2 separate regions of the Ovis aries genome follow, and region 1 is linked to region 2. Evidence: chromatin contacts called from public Hi-C data. All regions are on one chromosome and are shown on one strand. The core of a region is the stretch at or near the end of the contact, and the rest is flanking DNA. Distances in the headings are between cores, read along the strand shown. Region 1 overlaps SERTAD2 (SERTA domain containing 2). Region 2 has its middle 100 kb from the start of SLC1A4.

Region 1 (7,300 bases), core at 3,686-6,185, 230 kb after region 2:
AAACCTGTAGCTTCTCAGAGTTGCTCTTTAATCCTAAGCTTTTTTTTTTTCTTTCTTTTAAAAACCTTCATAAGTGGTTAACTGAAAAGACGAGGCTAAACCAGGCGTTTGTGTGCTTCTGAGGAGTTTCATGAAGTAGAACAGTGACCGGGAAGGGCTTCTGACTCTCTAGGACTCACTCACTCACTCACTCAAGTTGCCTCTGTGAACCTGTTCTGCAAAAGTCAGAAGTCTTCCCTGATGGTGCCTGTGGTCAGAAAATTAAATAATGAAGCGTTACTTGCTGCTGATCAACCTTTAGCCCCTTGCTCTGCTCTTCTGGCTGACTGCTTATCATTCCACGCCAGCCACAGCTCGCCGGCTTCAGGCAGGCCGGCTGGAGTACCCCACCCTGGTGTTTAGAAGTGTTGAGTTAAACTCAGGGAATCTGAAAGTCCCAAGGTCATCTCTACACCAGAACAGGTTTGCATAAAATTCTAGCCACGCCAGTGAGATAACAAGGTGGCAACTGTTTTAATCTCAACCTGTCTTAGTAGTTATTCCATTTTTAAATAATACTTGATACAGATTTGCTTTTCAGATTTCTTCCCTTTTCTTGAGGAGGGAACCTCCATATGTGTGTACTTCTGTGTCTTACTTGCTGTCACAGAAAACAGGTCTGGCAGAGGAATTTGAGCACCGTGGTCTGTAGCTGATGAAGAAATTTTTGCACTGCCTCTGTGCTTGTCACGAACCTGGTGATGGTCTTTTCTGAATAGTTTTTTTTTTTTTTTAACAGACTACTTTAAAAAATATTTTTATTATGGCCAGAAATAGAAAATAAAATAGATTTTACCTGATGACGGTTGTTAGCTGTCTAGCAGTAGTTGGTTAGCAAATTCAAAACGTGGATTCCTCAAGTGGCACCTGCATTCTTGCTTCGGAAGCCTCTAAAGATAGGCAGGGTGAACAGAATGTTCAGGGGTGGCAGTGGGGTGGGGTGGAGGCAAGATCTCCTTAAAGGTCCTTGAAGCTCCTACAGGTTGAAGTTCTGAGAGGTAGTTTCCTTAGAAAATAAACATGTATTGCTTTCAGTGTGGTACTCTGATTACTTTTATTATGTTTGACTGAGTGACTTTGTGTAAAGTTCTGTGGGTCATTAGTTATCAATGCTCAGAAATCCTTCGGAAGAAATACTTTTTATCTCAGAATAGCCCCAAAGTAATTATTTTTTTTTAAAGAAGGGCTGTCATATTTACAAAGTATCATTCACTGCCTTCAAGCTTAGTTTGTATCCTCCTTTCCTTTTTCTACTCTGTGAATTATTCAAGTGTATGAAGTAAAGTTTAAGTTGTCTTTGTAAAACCTTATTAGGAGTCTGCCTAATTTTTAGAATTAACTAAACATTCTGAATATGAATGAAATAGATATTTACATAGTAGAATAGTTGTTTCTTCCCTTTAGTGTGTGTTAGTCACTTCAGTCGTGTCCGACTCTTTGCAACCCCGTGGGCTGTAGCCCACCAGGCTCCTCGGTCCATGGGGTTTCCCAGGCAAGAATACTGGAGTGTGTAGCCATTCTCTTCTCCAGGGGATCTTCCCAGTCCAGGGATTGAACTCAAGTCTCCTGCATTGCAGGCAGAGTCTTTACCCTTTGAACCACAAAGGAAGCCCTTCCTCCCTCTCCACGCGTCTCTGAAGTATATTTCTTTTACCTTGTACCTTAAATTTTAATATGCTTCCCTGGGGGCTCAGACGGTTAAGTGTCTGCCCACAATGCGTGAGACCCGGGTTCGATCTCTGGTTTGGGAAGATCCTCTGGAGAAGGAAATGGCAACCAGTACTCTTGCCTGGAAAATCCCATGGGAGGAGCCTGGTAGGCTACAGTCCATGGGGTCGCAAAGAGTCAGACATGACTGAGTGACTTTACTTACTTAAATTTTAATACTCATATGTCATATTATAGAAATGTGGTAGTTTTCTTTTTAGGGATAGTTTTCTTTTGAGGAATTCAGATTTAGACTATATACAATGCTTAGACTTACTCAATGAGTAAGTAAATAAAGAATATTTCTCTGGTTTTTCTCTTTAGATTGCATGTAGAAGTTAGAAGATAAAGTAAGTTCTGTATTTTTGAGGAATATAAAGTATGTCTTCTTTTAAGTGATTTTTCACAGTATTGAAGCATTACCAATTTTAAAATAGAGGAGATTAAAAATTAATAATACCCCTTAAAAACACTTTTATAAAAACACTCCCTAATGTAGCATACTTAGTTTTTGTTAGTTTTATTCAGTGACAAGTTAGTTGGCTAACAAAACCTAGAAGGTAGTAATGTTTTGTTTTAATTAAGATGAAATTTTATTTTCACAGATTTGTTTTAGCAAATTATGTTTACCTGTGTTGGTGCGACTGTTTTATGTATCTGAAGGCCTTCTTTTAAAAAAAAAAAAAAACACCATCACATACTTTTGGCAAAGTATTTGGTTTCAACCCTAAGCCTTTTCCCCTCTGACATTGTTTATTAAGGGTCTCTAGTGTGAGCAGAAAAACAAGGTATCTTTGGGGAAAAGATAGTACAGGAGAGTTGAAACCAGAATCCCATCCAAGCAATTATAAGTACTGGAGAAAAAAATGTTTTCATTATGCAGGGGAATGGGGGTGGGACAAGGCTGGTTGGCCTTTACTGGCATATAATCTTAAGGGAAAGAAATTCAAATCTAAGAAGTCCTTCCCTTAATGGTAATGAGGCTTTAGATTCAGCATGCTAAAGCTGAGTTCCTAACAATAAATTAGTGTGGAATAGCATCATAATTTTTAATGTCTATAATAATATTTATAAAAATAATATTATAATGGTTCATATTTACCAAGTTTCCTGTGGAAAGATTGGTGATAATAGTTCGTCTCTTATGAACATACAATACCATAGAACTTCAATACCTCAAACAGTGGTGTAATTTGTAATTTCCATAGGGAGAATTCCAGCAAGTTATATAATCAACTTGCTTCATGATCTCTCTAAGGTTACCAGTGTTTTACAATTTAACGGCTCCTCCCCAATATTCTTTATGAAGTTTTCCCAAAAAACTGCCAGAAGCCATTTCTGTTCAGTGTGGAGGCAATTTCCTGTTATTACAAAGCAATTGGATTGTTGAAGGCTTTTCTATCCTAGTAAAATTCCTACTGCTAACCTTGATACTCATTGTGTGGTTGGAGATCACTTTAGGACCCCCACTGGAAATTCTGAACTACTGGATTCTCCCAGTCCACATCTTATGACTCAGGTTGTATGTTTGTTGTGTGTGTTCTTGCTTCAGGAATCCTCCAGGGATTTTAGTCATGGATTTTGAAACATCAGTGTTACTTATATACAGACAACAACCTTTTCTTTATACAATATTTCCAGATTTTGAACCATAGCATAATATAGTGTGGTCTTGGCAGGGCTCTTGGCTTGCCAAGCAGTGTCCTATGGAGACCTGAATTAGGGAACAGTCTTGGAAATGTGTATACTTTGAGATCTGTAGATAGAAATTGTGGTGAATAATCAGAATTCAGGAGTGCCTGTTGCTCTCCTGCGCCCCCTTGTGGTTAGATGTGATACTCTCAAAGCTCAAGAGGAGCTCCAACTTGCAGTGGGCATGCTTGTTTACAAAGAGCATTTATAGCGTTTTCTGAGTAAAATAGCCTATCAAGTTAATATCATAGTTCTCACTGAGGGTGTAAATAGTTCATTGTGTTTGTTTGACTTTTTCTAAATTTGTAGAATTTAAAAAATATGTATTGATGTGTGTGTACATGTTTTACCTTTTTCTTATGGAAAATTCCAAACACACTCAAAAATAGAGAGAGTACAGTGCATCCCCTTGTGCTCATCATTGGGCTTTAACAGTCATCAATATTTTGTCAGTCTTGTTTCATCTTCATGGTCTTTTTTTTTCTAGAGTATTTTAAAGCCTATTCCAGGCTTAGAATCTTTTTTTTTTTTTTTTTTTGCTTATCTTAAATTTAGAAACTGTATAATTCGGCTCAGTCTTTTGCTTTAGGTGTGCAGTGCTTTTAGTCAAAATTGTTACGTAAACTAAGGATTGTAAACATCCTCAGTATCTTTGGAAGGTGACTGATGTCCCTAGCTTCCTAAGAGTTAGGTCTGAAACCTAAAGTTCCCAGCTGGCTGAGGAACCAGTAAGACAGGATATTAGAAATATTTTCTATTACTTAACAGTTACAGTCTAAAAAACCTGTTTCTTTACAATGTTTATTAACAAGGCCATAATTTATTCCTAAGAAATATTCACTTGAAATATTATCTCGCAGGATTTGTTTGCTAAATGCAGTTATCAACATTTGAGAATGTCCTTTTCTTTTTCCAAGAGGAAAGGTTATGTTTGACAAACCAGTCAGAAACCGTCTGCAATTTCATAGAAGTAGATAAAAGTCCTAGGAGGGAAGGCAAGAGTTTCTTACATCCCCAAACAGTAAAAGCTGTTGACTTCGAGGTTGACTTCCTGGCCGAATTTCGGTTTGTCTCCAGGCTTTAAGACGCTGTCGAGAAAGCCCGGGGATTGTTCGCTGCGGGACCCGTCCGACTGGAGTCTGATCGCGGATGCGCGGCCGCGCGCTACCCGCGGCAGAGAGCGCCGCCAGGAGAGCCCGGGGAGGCGCCTCCGCAAACAGTGGTGTCGGGTTACAGCCTCGGAGCCGCGCCGAGCGCGCCTAACTGGCTAGATCTAGTGACTGGCTTCATAATTACATTGCTGATTTGTTAGGGAAGGCTTTGTCTTACTTAGCAATTAGCATGGATGTTACTGCAGGGACCTCATCCTGGATGAGCTTGGGCTTAAAAAAAGAAAAAGAAAAAAGAAAACTTCCCCGATAGGGGCAGCTTTAGGGGTTCAGTTACTCACCCTCCCTTGTCTTCTGGGAGTAAACACGCAGAGGCTTTCTCCCTGTTGGAATTTTGCCCGTGTTTCTGCCATTCCCGGAGGCCGGAAGCAGTCGCTTTGGGGTCTGCAGGCAGCCTCGGGGAGTGCTGACCCCCGCATGGCCTCCCGGAGGCTCACCCCCAGGAACTGGGGAACTGCACGGGTCACAGTGCATGGAACACCCCCGCTGGCAGATCCTTGCAGGCACCCCACTTTCTTTTTAAAATTAATTTATTTTAATTGGAGGATAATTACAATATTGTGATGCTTTTTGCCATACATCAACATGAATCAACCATGGGTATACATATGTGTTCCCCCCATCCTGAACCCCCTCTCCCACTTCCCTACCCACTATCCCTCTAGGTTGTCCCAGAGCACTGGCTTTGGGAGTACCCCACTTTCTGTCAGCTCTCTCCCAGATCTGCCAGCATCCCCCCGCCCATGTCCCTTCAGGGTGTCCTAAGTCGTGTCCCCCAACCCCCACCCCGTGGCTTCTGCTGTTACCTGGGGGAGGAAGGATGTCAAAAGCATAGCCATTATCAGATTCCTGAATGTTGGATGTTTATTAAGGTGTAATATTTTAGCAGTATAGAAAGTTGTCTAAGGGAACCTGGCTTCCCCTGTGGAACAAGGAGGGGGCCTCTCCTTCCTGCCCGGGAGGTGCTGTGTGACCAGCTGACAAAAGAGCTCTTCCCAGAGTTCGCCGGAGGCTGGTGGCAGGCGTCCTGGTCAGGAGCAGGGGCTCTCCACTTGGACCACCTCAAGAGCAGGACCCAAAGCATACCCTGAGGCAGGCGTCAGAGGGGAGAGATGAGAATATTCTGTGTTTCAGAAGTTGTCTCACCGGCATTTGTAGCCAGCCTCTCTCCTGCTCTGGAGAGACTGTCAGCCCACTCAGTAGTTTTGCCAGGGGCAACTTCTTTCTTCTTCCACTGCCCCCGAAAGAAACTGAAAGTGTGCGCGTGTTTCCATTTACAGGACTTTAACTTTGGGTTTGGCGGCTCAGGATGTCTGAATGAGGAAATAGCTTCTGCTAGCCTGCTTGAAGACACTCGTCACACATCATAGCTTCTTTTTTCTTCAAACTGGGTAGCTCTGTGAGGGAAAGTTATCATTCTGAGTCATTAGCGTTACTGTGAACGCCTCGTTTTTATGGTTTTTAGTGTTAGCATGGGCACTGCTGGACCCTTCAGCAGCCCGTAGTCACCAGCAGTCACACAGGACGGTGTGGTTGGGGAGACCCGGGACTGAGCCTTTCACTTGAGAGCTGTTAACTAGTGACACAGGCATAGCAGGCCAGCGGCTCATCGAACAGCAGACGCCAGCCTCTTCAGCCTGGTGAGGACGTAGAGTGAGACACGCTCCCGGGGAGCCCAGGGCCCCACTAGGAACTACCCTCCCCTGATGGCAGACACCAGGACTGAGCTGTGCCCTGTAAACTGACTGTTGAGACATGTCACTTACTCGTGAAGCCCGCTACACTCCTGAGAAAGGAACACCCTGGCTTTCTACTTGTCACTTACTGGTCCAAAAGGAAATTGGAACAAGCTCTTGAAAATGTACACAAGGTGCAAACCATCCAGCCTTGAGGTGTTTTAAAGTAATAAATTTCAGGATTCCCCCGTGTGCCCTGCCTCTGTGTGTGGACAAACGAGTGTTTGTGAGCATCGGGTGGTGCGGAGCTGGGAGCTGTTTCCACGTCTGCCCTGGTGTGCTGGCCGCTTGCTGCCCCTCCTGGCTGCCTCTTTGATCATATGGTCAGTCTTAGCTTCCCCAGTGATTTCCTCCCTTCAGAAATTGGAACTAAGCTATCAATCCTGACCTTCTTTTAAAACACCTTTTGCAGCATTTATTCCCTTGGATACTGAGTAGGATTTTCCTTCTGGAGGGTTTTCCTTCTGTTTGGGGGGCTAAACTGAGTTAAAGTCTTTTGCATCTTTTTTTGACCCCGCCCCCCCCTACTAAGAAAGCCAGCCCCCATGGTGGGCTGGGGCAGGCTCCCAGTTTGGGCCTCTCATAAGCCCCGGCGATGATGCTGCCCTCAGGGGTCGCGCACAGCCCCTCCGTGCTCCTATCAAGTCAGCGGCCCCCAGGCTCTGGGCCTCTAGGAAGCACTAGTGGCCACAGCAGGCTGCAGGTTAAAACAGTGGGTTTTGTTGTTGTTAGTGGGGATGACAGAAGTGGTGGTTTGCAAAAGTGGATTTAATATTGTTAATTTTAAAATCCTAATTAGTTCGTGGGGAACCTGGTGCTCAGCCATTTGTAGACAGCCTTTTGGGCTGGGGTTTTGTATGGAGCAAAGCAGCTCTCTTGCTGCGAGCTATTGAAAGTCAGCCCTCGACATAAGTGTTTGTATTATCAAAATAACAAAAAAAAGGAGGGGAAAAAGAA
Region 2 (6,498 bases), core at 2,938-5,437:
GCTGACGGCTAACGGCCAGCTTGCCTTAAAGTTCACCCACTGGAAAGATGCGGCCTGTGGTACCAGAAAGCAGAGTCTTAGTCGGTGTAGACGCTAGTGTGTCATGCGAGAGTCAGAACTCTGTTGCAGCTGGCTATTCACTGTCTGCTGTTCTCAACTGCAGGGGGTGGCCAGACCCCCTCTGTGAGGTCAAAAGCATATGAGAAAATTGATCGTTTTCCTGATTCAGATACTCTGCTAACTCTGAACCCATTTGGGGGTTCTTATCAATCCAAAAATATTTCAAATATTTTTGGTCCCACTCACCTCACACTTGTTAGAACCTCTATAGTCAAAAAGATAAGAGATGGCTGCGGCTTTCTGCGCCTGCCTAGTTCACCCACCTCCCCTTCTGCCTCCGCTGCCATCATGGTGCCTGTAAAAAAGTTTGTTGGGGGTGGGGGGGGGGGTGCAAAAAAAAACAGCAGGTCCTGCAGTTTAGTCTGAACTGTACCCTTCCTGCAGAAGATGGAATCATAGATGCCACCAATTTTGAGCAGTTTCTTCAGGAGAGAATCAAAGTGAATGGAAAAGCTGGCAGTCTGGGCAGCAATCATATCAGTCGAAAGAAGCAAAAGCAAGATCACTGTGACTTATGCTGTGCCTTTTTCCAAAAGGTATTTGAAATATCTTAAAAGTGAAAGTGTTGGTCTGTCAGTCCTGTCTGATTCTTTGCATCCGCCAGGCTCTTCTGTCCATGGAATTCTTTAGCAAAAAATATTTGAAGAATAATCTAAGTGATTGGTTACACAGAGTTGCTAACAGCAAAGAAAGTTACGATTTGTGTTACTTCCAGATTACTCTAGATGAAGATGAGGAGGAAGATGAGAATGAAAACTCAGTATCTAGAATATTTTGTGTAAGTATTTAAATAAAAAAGGAAACCCTTGTGCATTGTGAGTGGGAATGCAGATTGGTGTAGCCACTATGGAAGACAGTATGGATGCTCCTCAAAAAATTAAAAATAAAACTACCGTATGATCCAACAATCCTACTTCTGAGTATATATCCAGAGAATATGAAAAGAGGATCTTGAAGAAATGCCTGCATTCCCGTGTTCATTAGCCTTGGTCACAACAGCCATGATACGGAAACAGCCCATGTGTTTGTCAACAGACGAGCGAATAATGTGGCGCATATAGACAATGGACTACTATGCAGCCATTTGCAACAACAGGGATGGGCCTTGAGGGCATCAGACAGAGAGACAGATACCAGATGTTATCACTTAAATATGTGGAATCTAAAAAAGCCAAATGTCTAGAAACAGAGGGTAAAATGGTATTTCCAGGGGCTGCGGTTGGAAGGTGGGGGGAGATGGGGTGATGTTGATCCAAGGGGACAAACTTCCAGTTATAAGATGAATAAGTTCTGGGGAATCTAATGTATAGCAATAATCTTATGTATAGACTACAGTTAATAATACCATATTGTATACTTGAAAGTTGCTAAGAGAGTAGATCCTAAACGTTCTCACCACAAAAAAAGAAATGCTAATTATGAGATATGATGGAAATATTAACTAATGCTCTGATGGTAATGGTTTTGTAATATGTAAATATCAAATCAGCATGTTGAATACCTTTAACTTCCACAATGTTATATGTCATTCTATCTCGATAAAGCTGGGGGAGGGGGGAACACCACCACAGCAGCCCCAACATCTCCGTGCCCTAGGCCTGCCCTGGGGTCGGTGTGGAATGCCCCAGTCTCAGTGAAGAAGCTATGTGGGGAGACTTTCAGAATCAAGTAACAGATGAGGAAAGCTCCTTTCAGTTAGTTCCCTCCAGGGACGTCTAACCAGGGTGACAACCATAATCACTGGAGAAATGGCAAAGGAATACTGATTCCTGGGCCCACCTCACATCATTGGGGTGGAGGCTAGCTCTTAAAGCTCCAGGTGCACTCTTGAGCTGCCAGGTTTAGGAGCCGCTGCCTCCTCTATCGCCATCTACCTATCCTACAGAGGCCCTCCGTCCTTAGGCAGCTTGGGATCACTTGGGGCATTTATTCATTTATTTAGGAACCTCATATCCTACAGTCCATGGGGTCGCAAAGAATCGAACACAACTGAGCAACTTCACTTTTAGCTCTGCTGGGTCTTAGTTGCAGCATGTGGGATCCAGTTCCCTGACCAGGGATTGAACCTGGGCGCCCTGCATTGGCAGTGGGGCAGAGTCTTAGTCACTGGACCACAAGGGAGCTCCCCAGCTCGATCCCTAGAGAGTCCAGTAACTGGAGATGGGGTAGACCTGGGATGGGCCCGGAACAAGTTCTGAACAAGCAACTCAGTTCACACTGCTGTAAGTGGCCCCGGACCAGCCTTTGTCTCGAGGGCTTAGTCTGAGTGTCAGAAAGAGATTTTAGGGCCCAACTCAGAATCAGCACAACCTTTGCCTTACTTCCCTTATCCTTTGAACAATCAGATCCCTTCTTGGGAATGGAAATTTATAATCCAGAGTTTATAAATCATTTGATTTGAAGGTGACAGTCTCCCCGCCCCCCAATCCCAGAAAGGTGAATTCCAAGAAGATCCTAGTCTTCTCAAACTCCAACCGCTCCCTTCTCAAGTGCCACTGGCTCCCTTCACCACACTGGACAACCATCCGTCTACTCTGCACCTATGTCTATATGTATACACATCCATCTTTCCAAAGAACCAGGCTAAAGGTGCAACAGGCAGGAAAAATAGGGGGACAGATTTATGAACTCAGCTTTCTTCATACCAGGGGCCCCACTCCCACCTTCTCCAGCTCTGTAGAGGATATTTTAGTCCCATCACCACACAAAAAAAGAAATGTTAATTATGAGATATGATGGAAATATTAACTAATGCTGTGATGGCAATGGTTTTGTAATATGTAAGTATCAAATCAGCATGTTGAACACCTTGGTTTCATCCAAGGAAAAGAAAAACTGTCAAAAGCCCTCAAAGTGAAATTCAAAGATGCCACTTTGTTATTTTGATTATCTTGAGCTGAAGGCACTTAAAAAACAGCAAAGGCAGGGAGAAGCTTTCTCCAAACTCCTCTTTATCTGCCTAAGACAGACCCTCCAGAAGGAACTTAACTGTCATAAATCCCTTCCCGGGGAGTTTCACCAACAGGGAAGATGGTCACAGCAGAGGACACTGGAAGTCCACCCCACACTGAGACAAACGTCAGAAACTATCACATCTCCCATCTGTTCTTCAAAGGCCCATCCACCTTTCTCCTCAATTGCCCCTTCCCTATTAAGAAGGTAGATAAACTCTCAAATCTATCTCTTTTCTAGGTTTTCTTTTTTCCTGTGATATCCCTGTTGATGTCATGTTAAAAGTCAAGAAATGTGTATACCGTTCCTCTTGTTGGGCTTCCCTGCAACTGATTGCAAGAATTCATCTGCAATGCGGGAGACCTGGGTTCGATCCCCAGCTTGGGATGATCCCCCTGGAGAAGGGAATGCCTACCCACTCCAGTCTTCTGGCCTGGAGAATTCCATGGACAGAGGAGCCTGGCAGGCTATAGTCCTTGGGGTCACAAAAAGTCAGACAGGACTGAGCAACTTTCACTTCCTCTTGTTAATCTGCTTGTTGTAAATTGATCTCATAGACCCAGCTGTGGAACCTAGGAGAACAGAGGAAAAAGTCTTTCCTTTCCTACACCCTCCTCCATGTCGTCTTTCTTTTCTTTGAGACTGCATGGACTATAGCCCGCCAGGCTCCTCTGTCCATGGAATTCTCTAGGCAAGAATACTGGGGTGGGTAGTCATTCCCTGCTCCAGGGGATCTTTCTGACCCAGGGATCGAACCCAGGTCTTGTGCTTTGCAGGCAGATTCTTTACCATCTGAGCTGTCAGGGAAGCCCCTTTCTTTCATCAGACCACTCCGAGTTGTCTGCTAGGTGTTAGAGATACTAAGCTGAAAGTGGAACATGGGTCAGGCCTCAGGGAGTGGAGAGGAGAGACAATGCTAAACCAACAGCTTTGGGGAGAGCTCGGCCTGCTCCCCAGGATCCTGGCCCATCTCCATGCACTGAGTGGGGGAGGGTGCAAGGAGTGACTAAGGATATTTCTGGGAAAAAGGATTCACCCGTGGCAACTTCTCAGCACCTACAGGAGGGGCAGTTTCAAGGACAGCACGCTTCTGTGTCCTGGAGTGCCAGCATCTTTGTGAGCGTAGGCTCTTCCGTTCTTCATATTATGCTCCGCGTGCTCTGTAGGAGGCAGTGCTGTTGTCTCCATTTTACAGACGAAGAAACTGAAACTCAGAGAGATGAATCAGCTTGCTAAATGCCTCAGGAAGAGACGCTGGAAGCAAACCGCAGCTCTGTCTGACTTCAGAGCCCTTTTTGTAACAGCTCTACAGAGACAGGCTTCACTGAAGGGGCTGGTAAAAACGGACAGGGCCGTTTCCCTGGCACCTCAGTGGAGCCCTGAAAACACCAGGTGTCGTCAGCAGAGCTGGCAGCTGGGGCCCCCCCTGGGGTCAGTCGTGTTGGGAGGGGCTTTGGGGCAGCTGTGGAAGACGGCGCTGGTGGCCTCAGCAGTCCTGGTGGGCAGCCAGCCGTCCCCTCATGGCACGATAACTGATATTTATTGGACACTTACCGTGTGCCAGACACCGTGTAAGTACTTAACGTGGATTAACTTATTTAATATTTACAACAACTCCCACTTTTACGGATTAGGAAACCGAGGTAAGGCAACTTTCTCGGGTCAGCCTCTGATAAATGTGGAGCCAAGATCTGAACCCAGGCACGTTGACGGCTGGCTTGTGTGCTTCAGCTGTGCTCTGTTGAATGTCCTGGGGGCGGAGAAGGGATTTAGTATCTTGACGTGTTTACTTACGGGTAGTGTGCCCAGGGAAGAAGAGGGCCAGTGTGTGCAAAAATGACGACAATACTTTGCACTCCCTCCACCAGGAGCTGAAGTCCGTTCCCCACTTCTCAAGTTAGGGCTGGCCTCCTGACTCACTTTGACCAAGAGAATGTGGCCACAGGAGACGGGCTGGTTCCCAGCCCAGGCCTCCAGAAGCCTTGTGGCTTCTGCTCTCCCTGTCCGTGGAACCTCGCCACTACAGCAAGAAGTCTGGGGCAGGCTCCCCTGCTGGGTGAGAGGTACTTGGCCCGTCACCCTGTCACCCTTTCACCACAGCTGACAGCCTGCTAACCACCTGATGAGCGGATGAGGCTGTCCTACGCCATCCAGCGACCTGCCGGCTCACCACAGACACAGGCCCAGGCCCAGCAGAGCCAGGCTGGACACTGCCCCCACTGACCCACAGAGGCAGGAGCTAATAAGTACACGTTTCTTGTTTTCAGCCACTGGGTGGCTTGTGTGTAGCAATAGATACAGCAGAAAATACCCCAAAGAGAAGGAAGGTATGAAGTTGGAGGAATTCCCACCAGATAGTATAGGTAAGTGGAAACCCCTCAGGCAGGGAAAAGAGATTCGGAGGAAAGGGAGCGGGGCAGGGGAGCACCTGCCTGGCTCCTCAGAAACCCAGCACCCTCACCTCTTCTGGCTTCCCCCAGGCAGGGGAGGGGCCAAACTCTCCGGAGAGAAACTCCAGAGAGACAGGAAGCTGAAGCAGTGGTCTGCTCCTGTGTGTGTATGTGTGCGGGGGTGAAGGGGGTGGGCATGTCTGCAGTCAGCGTGAGGCGGCCACCTCTTGGCAGACATGCTGGTGTTGCTGTAGGGCAGAGAGAACCCAAGGCAGTCTGTGAACCTGGTATTCTGGGCACCACCGACGCCAAGCTCCGGCTGTTCCCGTGAAAGTAGCTCTGATCCAGACAATAAACTGTGTGAGCCTAACCACAAGCAGCAGATACAAGAATAAGGAAAAGCAAGAAAAGGGGAAAAACCTTTAGGATGTATTCATACAAGGAACAAGAAAACTTGGGGCAAACTGCAATAGAGGGAATGGCCACTGAGAGGAGGCGGGGGCTAAAAGAACACTGCTGTTCAGACTACAAAAGGATGCCCCTGGGATTAAAGCAGGGGAAAAAGGATTTAATGATACTTGGTAAATGTCACCAGCATGTAAAATCTACATATTATGGTGTAATCACGCTTTTTGGTGATGATAGTGGTGATTTCACTTGCCCACGTTTTAAAAATCACCCTTCTCGAACGCTTTGAGGATTTTAAAAAGAATCAAATCTTTCAGGTAAGGGATGGTGCTGTATCCATACAATTTCAAGCAGCCTTTGAGAATGGGACAAGAGTTTTTCTTTTAAGTTAGACCCTTCCCGGGGCTCTGGGCCTGGGCCCAAGCCTGAAACCACAAAAAGCATTTCCCAGCACCCTGGCGACGCTCACCTTGAATTCCCTTCCTGCCAAGTTGCCCCAGTGTTTCCCAGACTTGGGGAAGCCGCTCTCGAGACCGCCCGGCCTCGGAGCCTGGGGGTGGGGGCGACCGATCCCCCCACACACACACACCGCACGGCCACCAGAGGGCGCTGCTCTGTCGCCGGGAGC

Evidence for each region. A called contact is a pair of places that touch in the nucleus more often than the background predicts.
Region 1: a Hi-C map of liver shows a contact between it and region 2, with 7 times the contacts expected there. The contact joins two enhancer-like sites. A contact is called at or near these places in 14 of 16 Hi-C or Micro-C datasets (blood, hypothalamus, liver and 7 more).

What each region holds. Positions count from the first base shown.
Region 1 is chr3:43,663,051-43,670,350 of ARS-UI_Ramb_v3.0, forward strand. All of the region lies in intron 1 of SERTAD2 (SERTA domain containing 2), which reads left to right. Among named protein-coding and RNA genes, the nearest start is that of SERTAD2, 98 kb to the left of the region's middle. Within about 2 kb of position 4,936, at least 45 of the 54 cell types and tissues checked have an H3K27ac peak or open chromatin away from gene starts, as enhancers often do. A contact at or near this core is called in hypothalamus and liver, where this site is marked.
Region 2 is chr3:43,432,799-43,439,296 of ARS-UI_Ramb_v3.0, forward strand. It overlaps the pseudogene LOC101118177. Among named protein-coding and RNA genes, the nearest start is that of SLC1A4, 100 kb to the left of the region's middle. Within about 2 kb of position 4,188, at least 15 of the 54 cell types and tissues checked have an H3K27ac peak or open chromatin away from gene starts, as enhancers often do. A contact at or near this core is called in hypothalamus and liver, where this site is marked.